2 separate regions of the Gossypium hirsutum genome follow, and region 2 is linked to region 1. The links are chromatin contacts, called in public Hi-C maps. All regions are on one chromosome and are shown on one strand. Each heading gives the region's core, a stretch centred on a gene start, on an enhancer-like site or on the middle of the called end of the contact. The rest is flanking DNA. Distances are from core to core; before and after follow the strand shown.

The links. A called contact is a pair of places that touch in the nucleus more often than the background predicts.
Region 2: a contact with region 1 is called in a Hi-C map of leaf, with 3 times the contacts expected there. The contact joins the promoter of LOC121219605 here to the promoter of LOC107886546 in region 1. A contact is called at or near these places in 2 of 34 Hi-C or Micro-C datasets (both in leaf).

The regions. Positions count from the first base shown.
Region 1 is chrA03:96,980,303-96,985,507 of Gossypium_hirsutum_v2.1, reverse strand. It overlaps LOC107886546 (plant intracellular Ras-group-related LRR protein 3), which reads left to right and starts at 1,708. Exons shown (of 3, transcript XM_016810539.2): 1 at 1,708-2,535; 2 at 2,910-3,076; 3 at 4,478-5,205. The coding sequence starts at 1,963. The coding sequence ends at 5,126. It overlaps LOC107886545, which reads left to right. Exons shown (of 4, transcript XR_001680791.2): 4 at 1-1,086.
Region 2 is chrA03:97,816,278-97,821,453 of Gossypium_hirsutum_v2.1, reverse strand. It overlaps LOC121219605 (ARM REPEAT PROTEIN INTERACTING WITH ABF2), which reads right to left and starts at 2,904. Exons shown (of 1, transcript XM_041098072.1): 1 at 459-2,904. The coding sequence starts at 2,544. The coding sequence ends at 691.

The DNA of each region.
Region 1 (5,205 bases), core at 459-2,958:
ACTTGCAAATGGGCAACAAGCACCGGAGCAATGGTGGTTTCCGATATCAAACAAAATTCCAAGTAGCAATTGCAATAAATTGTGGAAGCATAGGAGGGACCATTGGAAGAATCAGATGAATGGAGTCATGACTGGAATTTATTGAACACCAGGCAATGGACAAAACATGTCCCCCCCTTGACAGCTGGTATTTTAACCGATGAAGAAGATGCACTCAAAGGATCTAAATATAGTAGTGGGACACAATAATTTCCTTGGAATAAAGCTAAAATATATTCACAACAGAAACAGAATAAAGAGTTCCCTTCAATCCAAGACACAAAATGAACAAGTACAATATAGGAGAGAGGACTGTAGATATTGGATTAAATTTTAAAAAAAGTCTCCAACTCCAGCTGAGCTGAGTTTTAATTAATTAAAAGAAGTAAGAGGTTGTGATTTCTGGTTCAAAGGAAGGGTCGCCAGTGTCGCATATAATCTTGCAGAGATAATATGAAAGGGTGTTTATTTATCAAATATTAAAGTCGAAAATGAAAGAGTTTGATGATTCTATGTTATCATCTTTCGGGGATAAAGATAAAGTGGTTTTAAGGTTATCCCTACCATGTGCCCATCTTTTTTTTTTATCCTCCTAATGTATATGATTGATTTCCCTTTTATTTACATCAAACAAACCATACTACAGAGGATGCTAATGGAGAAAGCATGAATTTGGGAAGTCTATTTTGGACAAGGAGCAGTGGGTTCATTATTAAAAAAAGAGAATGGTGTAGCCATCACGGATCCCACATGCGTCTAATCTTCCATTTGAAAACTGTGATCGGGTCTGATATTGGCGACGTTAAAGCCTTTGATTCTTGATAATGGACCAAGAGGCCAGGGTGTGTATGGATGGCTGGCTGGCTGACTCAAATCCTCAAATCCTCATCACGCTTCTGTTTTCTGTGGCATTTATACGCAACTTGTATATAATTTTGTTTATAATTAGTATTTTAATAACTTCACCCTTATATTTTATGTTCAATAATGTATACCAAATTTTGAGTCAATTAAAATTGTATAATAAAATATTTTTATGTGATGAAATATTGACTATTAATTATATAATGATAAATATCATATGTTAATTGATATGATAAAGATATTGGATTAGTTCAAAATTTTTTAAGTGGAGGATAAATACAATTATTATTAATTGAGTTGTTATAATATAAAGGTAAAAAGAACTTTACAATCTTCCCCAATTTCAAAATTGAGCAAATTTGTCCTTCTAAAAAATTCAGAGTTATTTAATCTCTATCAATTTGATCCTAATTTATTAAATTTATTTCGCACAAATATTGAGGCTAAATTTATTTATTTTTTTTAAATGAAGGCCAAAATGAAAAATAATATAAACATTGAAGGTTAAATTTACTATTATATAAATTAAAATTATGTATAATTAATGGAAAACATTAATACTTTGATTATTGTCTTTAATTGCTCACTTTCAAAATTGACAATAGTAAAATTGCTCCAACTTTCTTTTACTAAATATAAATTATGTAAGTGTCTTATTTTATGTAAATCAAGTTTGGAACCTTAATAATAACCGTAATAATAAAATGTATTGTTGGGGGGGGGGGTTGATGGTGGGTCATTCTATGAAGCCTTTCCTTCCAGAGCCACCAATAAATGAAAAGCCCATTAGGAACCCACTGTTAGCTCAGAAATTAAGAACCCAAAGGCAAAGTATAGAATGTGATGATGTGAGCAAAGGAAAGCGGTAGACCAGGTCCAGCGTATGCCAGAAGTACCTTTTGGCATTCGGCGTTGCGATGCTAACTGCTAACCGAGAGACACTACTCATCAGCTCCATGAGTCATTGCTGTTCACTACTCTCTCGTCGTTCTCACACGTCAATGCTCCTCCCTCCACCTGACCCTGTTTCCTTCATCCCTGCTTCCTTCAATCACCTTAATGGATCCTAATCTTTCAAAGTTCCCCATTTTGTCCTACATCTTCTCCCAACAAGATCCTTACAATTACCCATCACTCCCTCCCCAAATCCGCCAGGATCTACTCACCCGTTTCCCCCATTTACCCGATCCATCAATCCTTGCTTCACTTTCCCGATCCATCCCCACCTCCGTCACTCAAACCCATTCCCTCCTACGCTCCCTAGGACCTCGACCCGATCCATCAGCTGTCTCCGCTGCTCGTTCCAAGATTACCCACATTCAAGAAACCCAATCTTCCTTACAGGAGGCCGACATATATAAGACCGTGCTTAGATTGGAAGGCTTGCACGAGGATTATGAGAGACAGTTGACTGAGGTGGAGGAGAATCTGGGTCGTTTGTATTGCTCAGCTGTCGAGCAAATGAGCGGCGATGATGAAGTAAATGAGGATGTTGTGAGGATATTGAAAGAAGCTGAGAATGGGGTGGTTGAAAGAGTTGAGCTTTCTGGAAGACAGTTGAGGCTATTGCCTGAGGCCTTTGGTAAACTTCACGGTTTGGTTTATCTCAATCTTTCCAATAACCAGATAGAGGTATTATATGTTTATTTTCATTATCTTTTCTTCTGTTTATGCCAAATTGATCCAAGGCTTGATGAAATTGCGAAAGTTGTGATGTTTAAGCTAAGAACTATAGTAGCTACGTTATGTTCCTTTGATCAACACTATACCAATTGATAAACTAAATACTTGGATTCTTTCCTTTTTCGCTATTCAATTAAAATTGCTTTATCTCCTGTTCTAAAAGTATGGCGTATTTCATGAGACTGAGGATATTGGTATATTTTCTCTGTTTTGCACAAAGAACTGCTGCTTATGGTCTTCACTACTTTACATATGTAAATTGTTTAACTGTATACAATATGGGTAGACGCTTATGTACTAGTGTTTTTGTGCTTGGGAACCAGGTCATTCCTGATTCGATTGGAGGACTAAAGAAACTTGAGGAGCTTAATGCATCCTCCAATCATTTGCAACATCTGCCTGACTCCGTTGGTTTGTTGCTTAATCTGAGGATCCTCAATGTCTCGGGAAACAAGCTAAATGCCCTCCCGGAAAGCATTGCACGATGCAGGTATTATACTATTTTTTGTTCACTCTTGCTGTTCCAGGAGTGAAATGCAAACACCAATCCTGATAAAGTAGGAATGAGTAAAACGTATCTGTTTTGAAAGCCAAACGTGCCCCCTTGCCAGTAAAAGAAGTTTGTCAGTCTATTAATCTAATTTGTCTCTACGCTGCACCAACCCCCTGTTTTAACAAATTAAACCCTAAACCATTAGAGCAAAAAAGAGCTGTAAATTCTAGCTAAACATCTGTATTCATCAAAAAAAATATTCTCTTTCTCTAATGTAGAAGTTCAGCCTTCCTCTTCAAATGTATTGGAAAAGAAAATACACACAGTGATTCTCACTCTCGTTCTAGATTGAAGAGCAAAATTTCCCTCGTCAATTGTGCTTCTAAAATATCTTTCCCTTTGGTTTGGTATTCATAGAATTTGGGTTCTGTTACATCCACATAACAATTCCATTGAAAATTTTGGTTATATTTCTAGTGAGGTAAGATATTTGAATTTTTATCCATTTTGAGACTTGATTTTGATTAGTGGTTTCAAATATTTTTATAATTATAGTTGTGAATTTGGGTGCGTTGATGCTACATACTGGACCAAAGCCAAATTTGGGTCCATTATCGGGCCATTTCATCCTTTTTATCAAAAAATTGAAGAACAAGTAACTGTCAATTATAGGTAACCACAAAAGTTTCTGAATCATAGGGAATTTAACTCAAAAGTTATCTACTTTTTTGAGAATGAAATATGGTCATGGCTTACGTTACATCAACTCTTCATTTTTCCTTAAGTACTTGTGTCAAGCACATATTTGGGGATGGATATGAGAGAACAATCCTCCAAATATATGAAGACAATAAAAACACCTAGAAAATTTGGGCACCCGAATTTGGTAACATAAGTTATGGCCCATGCATGAAGGTATGATCAATGTAGTAACTTTGAAGTCCTTGGCTGATTGGCAATGATTCCAATGAAAAATCCAATGATTCCTGATATTGCTTAACTATCCTTTAAAAAGGAAAAAAAAAAAAAAAGTTTTGTTTCCTCATAGCGATAGTGAGGATTAAATAGAGTTTAGAATTTGCCCCTTAATTTTAAAGTTTTAAGCTAAAATACTATTTAAAGCATAAATTAGTGTTTAATGTGTAAAAAAAGGTTGGCTGAAATGGGAAATTTAGTTGCTGGGCCATTCAGTACTAATTAGACTATCAAACTGACTAACCTCTATTCATATCAAAGGGGGAAAAATAGCATTTTCAAACTGGAGGGGGATTTGTGACCTTTCCAGTTTATCTAGGGGGTTTGTGTATCTTTACCTACTATTCTTAGTAGCTTTTGTTACTTTCGGTTACTGTGCTCATGGTCTTGACTGAATGATAAAAGTTCTTCATTCTTTTGCAGTTCACTGGTCGAGTTGGATGCAAGCTTTAACAACCTGACATTTCTGCCGAACAATATTGGATATGGGCTCCTAAATCTTGAAAAGCTGTCGATCCAGCTGAACAAGATCCACTTCCTACCATCATCAATCTGTGAAATGAGGTCCTTGAGGTATCTGGATGCTCATTTCAATGAGCTTCATGGCTTGCCACAAGTGATTGGGAGAATGACAAAACTTGAAGTCCTGAATCTTAGTAGTAATTTCAATGACTTCACAGAACTTCCTGATACTATTAGTGATCTGACCAATTTCCGGGAACTCGATCTCAGCAACAACCAAATCCGGGCTCTGCCTTGCACATTCGGCCGCGTTGGGAAACTAGTGAAGCTCAATTTGGACCAGAATCCGCTCATAGTGCCTCCAATTGAGATAGCAAATAAGGGGGCTGATGCTGTGAAAGATTACATGTCGAAAAAGTGGCTCCACATAATCACGGAGGAGCAAAGGAGAATCAATCTTGAAGCAAGTAATCAGCAAGGTCAGACGGGATGGTTGTCATGGGGAACTTCATTGGGGAGTAACGCCATCTCTGGGGTTTCCCAAAGTGTTGGGGAATACCTGAGTGGGCCAAAGGCTCCTAGGGATCCGTATCTGGATCAACAACTGTGAACTCTTGGTGCTCGATATGTCGTATGTGTAGCTGTTCCAAGAGATTCTAGTCGCCAAATAAGAGTAGCTTAGCAACTAC
Region 2 (5,176 bases), core at 1,655-4,154, 830 kb before region 1:
GTTGAAAAGAAAATGAATGGCCGAGGGAAAAACAATTATCTATTACCCACCACAATGTTCTAAAAACATAGTCTGCTCATCCACAGTAGACAAAACAGTATCATATTCTAGTCTCCAAGTCAAAACAAGTCAAAACAAGTTATGCATGAGGTGAGGTGTGGTGATTGCACACCTCATCTCTTAAAATGTGATCGGGAGTTTGATCTCTGTTCATGGGAAAAGAGGATATTTCACGGTCAGCTGTTTATCTTTTTAGAAAGCACCCCACAGCGAAGAGAATAATCTTTGCTGTCAGCGGCGGATACCTGATTACGACAAAAAATCAAAACAAGTCTGATATGTGACATATTCTCTAGTGTATTAATCCCACAGAAGCAACTATGGACGCAATGGTAATGTGAGAAGCACAGGGAAGATTATATCACTCATTCCATGTCCTTAAAAACAAAAAATGAAAGTATTCACAAACAGTTTTATGTCCACTATAAAAAGCATTAAAGCATCCAAGTATTTTGATCAGTGTATAATTACTTTAAGCAGAAGCCTGTTTACTTTGATAACACTACTCTTTATCTTTTCCTTTTTCTAACTGATCCAAATGTGTATATTTGTGAATGTCCTTTCAGCTTGCCTTCCAAAAGTTCAAACCAACATAAGCAGAACAATAACTTAAAAATATTGGGTGCACATTCATGGTGCAAACAATTGCCTCTGCGGATGGACTCCCGTGTGATAAAGGTTGAGCTGATATATGGCCTTTGTCACCAATTCTTTCAAATCAGGATGTTGCCCAACCACTGTTCGGTCTGCCCCTTCGAGGGCAGTCAAAACCCTAGCTTGTTCCAAAGCGTCATTATCACCAGCATGTATAGCGAGGTAGCAGAGCAGAACTACTCCGTGCAGTTGTGCCTTGTCACCGGATCTAAGCAATCTCATCAAAGGTGGAACACCGTTGAATTCGATTATCGACTTTGAATGATCCATACAGAGAAAATTCTCCGGAGATGCAAACTTCTGCAATGCAATGGCAGCTTCCACTGCTACTTCTTGATCCTTATTACCAAGTTGTGTCACCAAAGGACCGATCACTCGAGTCTCCCGAGCCGGGAAAGTCCTTGCCAATGAACCAACTGATCTAATAGCAGGAACTTGCAATATAGGACTATCCAATTCCTTGATCACTCTTAAAAGCTGATCGATAACAGCCTTAGCAGCGGGTGAATTCGTCTTAAAAGCTGCACGTCTAAGATCGGAATTGGATTCAGCAGCACCTGTAATCTCCATTATTGCCATCAAACAATTATACTGCAACTCACCTTGTTCCTTATCCACCAATTTAGCCAAGCAAAGCAATCCTTTTGTCTCAGTTATCCTCCTACTATTTGAAACACTGCCCTTAGCAAGCATCCATAAAGCTTCAGCACAATTAATTTTCAACTGAAGTTTAACTTCAGGCTTCTCATTTTCTCTTTCTTTCCTATGATTTCCTCCCCTACTACTCCCTTCCATATGCAAATTCGAGTAGGAGTTCGAATACGGTCTATAACTATAGTTTCTCGAAGTCGATCCAGCAGAAGAAAATTTCTCCATTTCTTTATTGATCTGAACTATAGAATGAATACTTTGCTTACCCAACTGTGTCTTAGAATCTTCCACAAAAGTCTCGAACGATAACAAAGTGACCAACGGCCTAATCACATTCTCTCTGGCGAAATCCTCTTGAGCCACAGGGTCATGCTCCGCCATTCTCACCACTAGTTTTGCTACCGGAATTTGAACCTTCATAAGGGAATCTCCCAACACTTGAACCACAATTGGAACCCCCATTTCATCGACAATACTCCTAACTCTTTCCTGCTCGTTTGCTAAAACAAGAAGCGCATTAGCCGCTGCGATTTGGGCATCCGCTGAGCAGCTTTCTTTGAGAAGCTTTAACAAAGGAGGGATGCCGCCTTCTTCGACGGTTATCTTTTTGTTTCGGTCGTTGTCTCGAGCGAGAGAAGCGAGGTTATTAGCGGCTTCAATTCGATCGGTTAATTGGCCCATTTGGACGGTGGCGATGTAAGACCAAACCCAGGAAATAATCGGGTCGTTGCTGGCGATCGGGGGAAGGGAAAGGAAGATTCCGCTGGCAGTCCCGTTGTTCTCGGTGTCGAGGACTCCCATGAGCCACTTCATGTCGCCGATGGAAGCGTCCAGAAGGTTCAACACTTTGCGGAAATCGGTGGCACTCGTGATCCTCACGACTCGACGCAAGATGCTCTGCCTCTTGCACTTTCGGACTAAGGTGAGGGCTCGCTCTAGATTCTTGGAGACTTCGGAGACTACCCGGCGAATCGGGCGTTCGTAGAGGCATTGAACCGAGGTGGTGGAGCGGACCAGGGTTCGAAGCATTTGGGAAAGCCGATCTACTAGCTTCCCCACCTCCCCACAATCAACTTTAAACGACTCCGCCTCGTCCGCCGCCGCCCGAACTCGCTCAGCTAGCATAATCGGATACGACAGCTCATCCTCGATTCTTTTCTCCTCCGCCGATCCCATCATCAACTCAATAAGTTAATACGTTAGGTGAGTCCAGGGCGAGTCAAGAAGTAGAAAATCAATCAGCTTAGCTAGCTGCTACTGACGTTTCTTTTAGGAAGTCCTCTGCTCTTCTAGGGAATTGTGCTGTGTTTTTTTTTTACACCATTATTGGTATCCCACTTTCCACGCAGCGCGTGAATGGAAAAAACAACGATAGTAGTAAATGATAATAATAACAAATTAAAATGCACCAAAAGAAGATGAGGAGGAGTCAATTGATTAAGCTTCTTACATTTCGTAATAGGAAGGTGAAAAGCACTTGCTCCGAAGATCAGTTGAAAATTATTCCTTCTTTCCTTTTCATTTTCTTTTACTGGTTTCCGGTCAAAGCATACTTTTCCATCTATTTTTAATTTACCTCATTTTATATTACTTTAATTTTCCAATTACTTTCGCACCATCTTAATTCATACTGCAACTCAACACATTCTGATAATTAATACAACTGTAAGATTTTTTATCCCATATAGACAAAAACATATCCTGTAATTATATAAAAGAATTATGAGACTGGAAAGAAAGAAAAAAACCCTTAGCGGTTGACCCGATGATGTTATAGAAAAGATAAACAGAGTGATGAAATTTTCGAAGAAGACTTACTTCTGAATTGTTGACCACGCAATTTGTGTTCTATTTTCTGTGTTTAATTACTTTTCTTCCCAATACATTTAAGATAGATGGCATCTACTATTTTATTAATTAGTCTTCTAACAATTGACTCAGACATTCCTTGTCTAAGCACCCCAACACCCCATCAAATTATTTGATGATGAAATCTATTGAGCAATCTTCTGCAATTAATAAAATAATTCCAACAGCATTTTTAAGGGAAAAAATGGAGTGATAATTTTTACGACCGCCAATGTACTCAGACAAGAACTATCATTATTATTATTCAGAGGTTCAAACTACATTATGATCCTTTAACAGTAAAATAGAAATGTTGATGCTTACTCAATTATTTGATCTTTGATGAAAATAATATTGCTCACTCCTGAACTCCCTTTTGAACATATCAATTCAAAGGCTTAGCAATTATAATGTCTTGGATAGAGTTCGTTGTCATGTCATTTTCTTTCAGCTTCGTATCACTACTCTGTATACATTTCCTCACATGCATTCATGGTGCATAAAGTAGTATGGAGTTGTTTGTAGTTAAAGTTAGATTGTATTTTGGTTTTTTTTTATTTAAAAATTAGATAAATTTATTCTTTTTGTTAAAAAAATCATTTATTTGTGTTATTAAAAATTAGAATAACTGACGAAATAACTTGACAATGACATGTGACATGTCACATTTATCTTATGCTAATGTATAAGAACTAATTTTTAACAGTAAAAATGAATAGAATTTATAACAAAAGGATTAGTTTACTTTTTAATATAATGTATATAGACTAATTTACCTATTTTTTAATAGAGAAAGAAAATGTAATCTAAGTCTTAATATAAAAACCTTCATAAAATTTCTATTAAAATCTATCAATTTCTTATCAATTATGCGTTCACATCCTATTCAATTTGTAAAACAAATTATAAAGCTCAATGAATTAATACGAACAATATCTTACAAATGAGTATATATTTAGTATTATAGTTTTTTCTAGTTATTAGTGATTGGGGCGTCATTGAGCTAACCCAAGCTCGATCAATAAGAAGCTCAAGTTCTACTAGATATTCAAGGGTTGAAGTTTGGCTAGTTCAAACTTGATCGAGTTTCACTTAAATCTCAAGCTCAATTCGAGACTAAGATTAAACTACAAACTTTGCTTAATTAGGCTTGTTGATTATGCGAAAAAAAAAAAACCTCAATTCTCATGTTTGATTTCAAGTTGGATTATTTATGCTTTTTGAGTTAAAATCAACTTTCCAATACTAACTGCAATATGGGTCCACTTATTTAAGCTAGGCTAGATAATGGTCGATTGAATTCAAGTTATTATTCTTCTTGTCCCTTTTTTTTATAGCTAAAGCTAAGTAATTTGCAAATGAAAATGATTTGTATCCAAAATGTCCTTGGGTTTTGGGCATTTAAAATCTCAAGTTTACTCTCATAGTATTTTAAAATAAAATTTTAAAATTTTTTCTCATGTAAAAGTATTATTTTTCTCTATAAAAGTATATTTATTATGTTTAATTTCCCAATATACCTAGCTCAATACTCATTAGTTAACTTATTTATTTTTTATTTAACCCCCCCCCACAAAAAAAAGGCATAATTTAAGAAAAATTGAAACTTAATGAAATTTATCTTCTGTACTATTAATTAATGAAATCCATTTCACCGAAATATTACACTGAATCTTGATTTGATCTATTAATCTAAAAATGGAGTGAACAAGTTCAATTCATATTTAAATTTTTTATATATTTTACCCATCATTTTAAATTTTAATTCATATTAAATCATGAAATCTGCCCTTTTTCTTTCTTTCTTTTACATTCCTAATATTCTTTCTATATAAACCCAAGTTTATTTTTCTCTACAATGGTGGAGCCACTCGTAATTGTGAGGTCAATTAATTTCATAATTTTTTAAAAAAATACTTTATAAAAAATAATATAAGTAATAAATTAAGTTATTAACCCAATA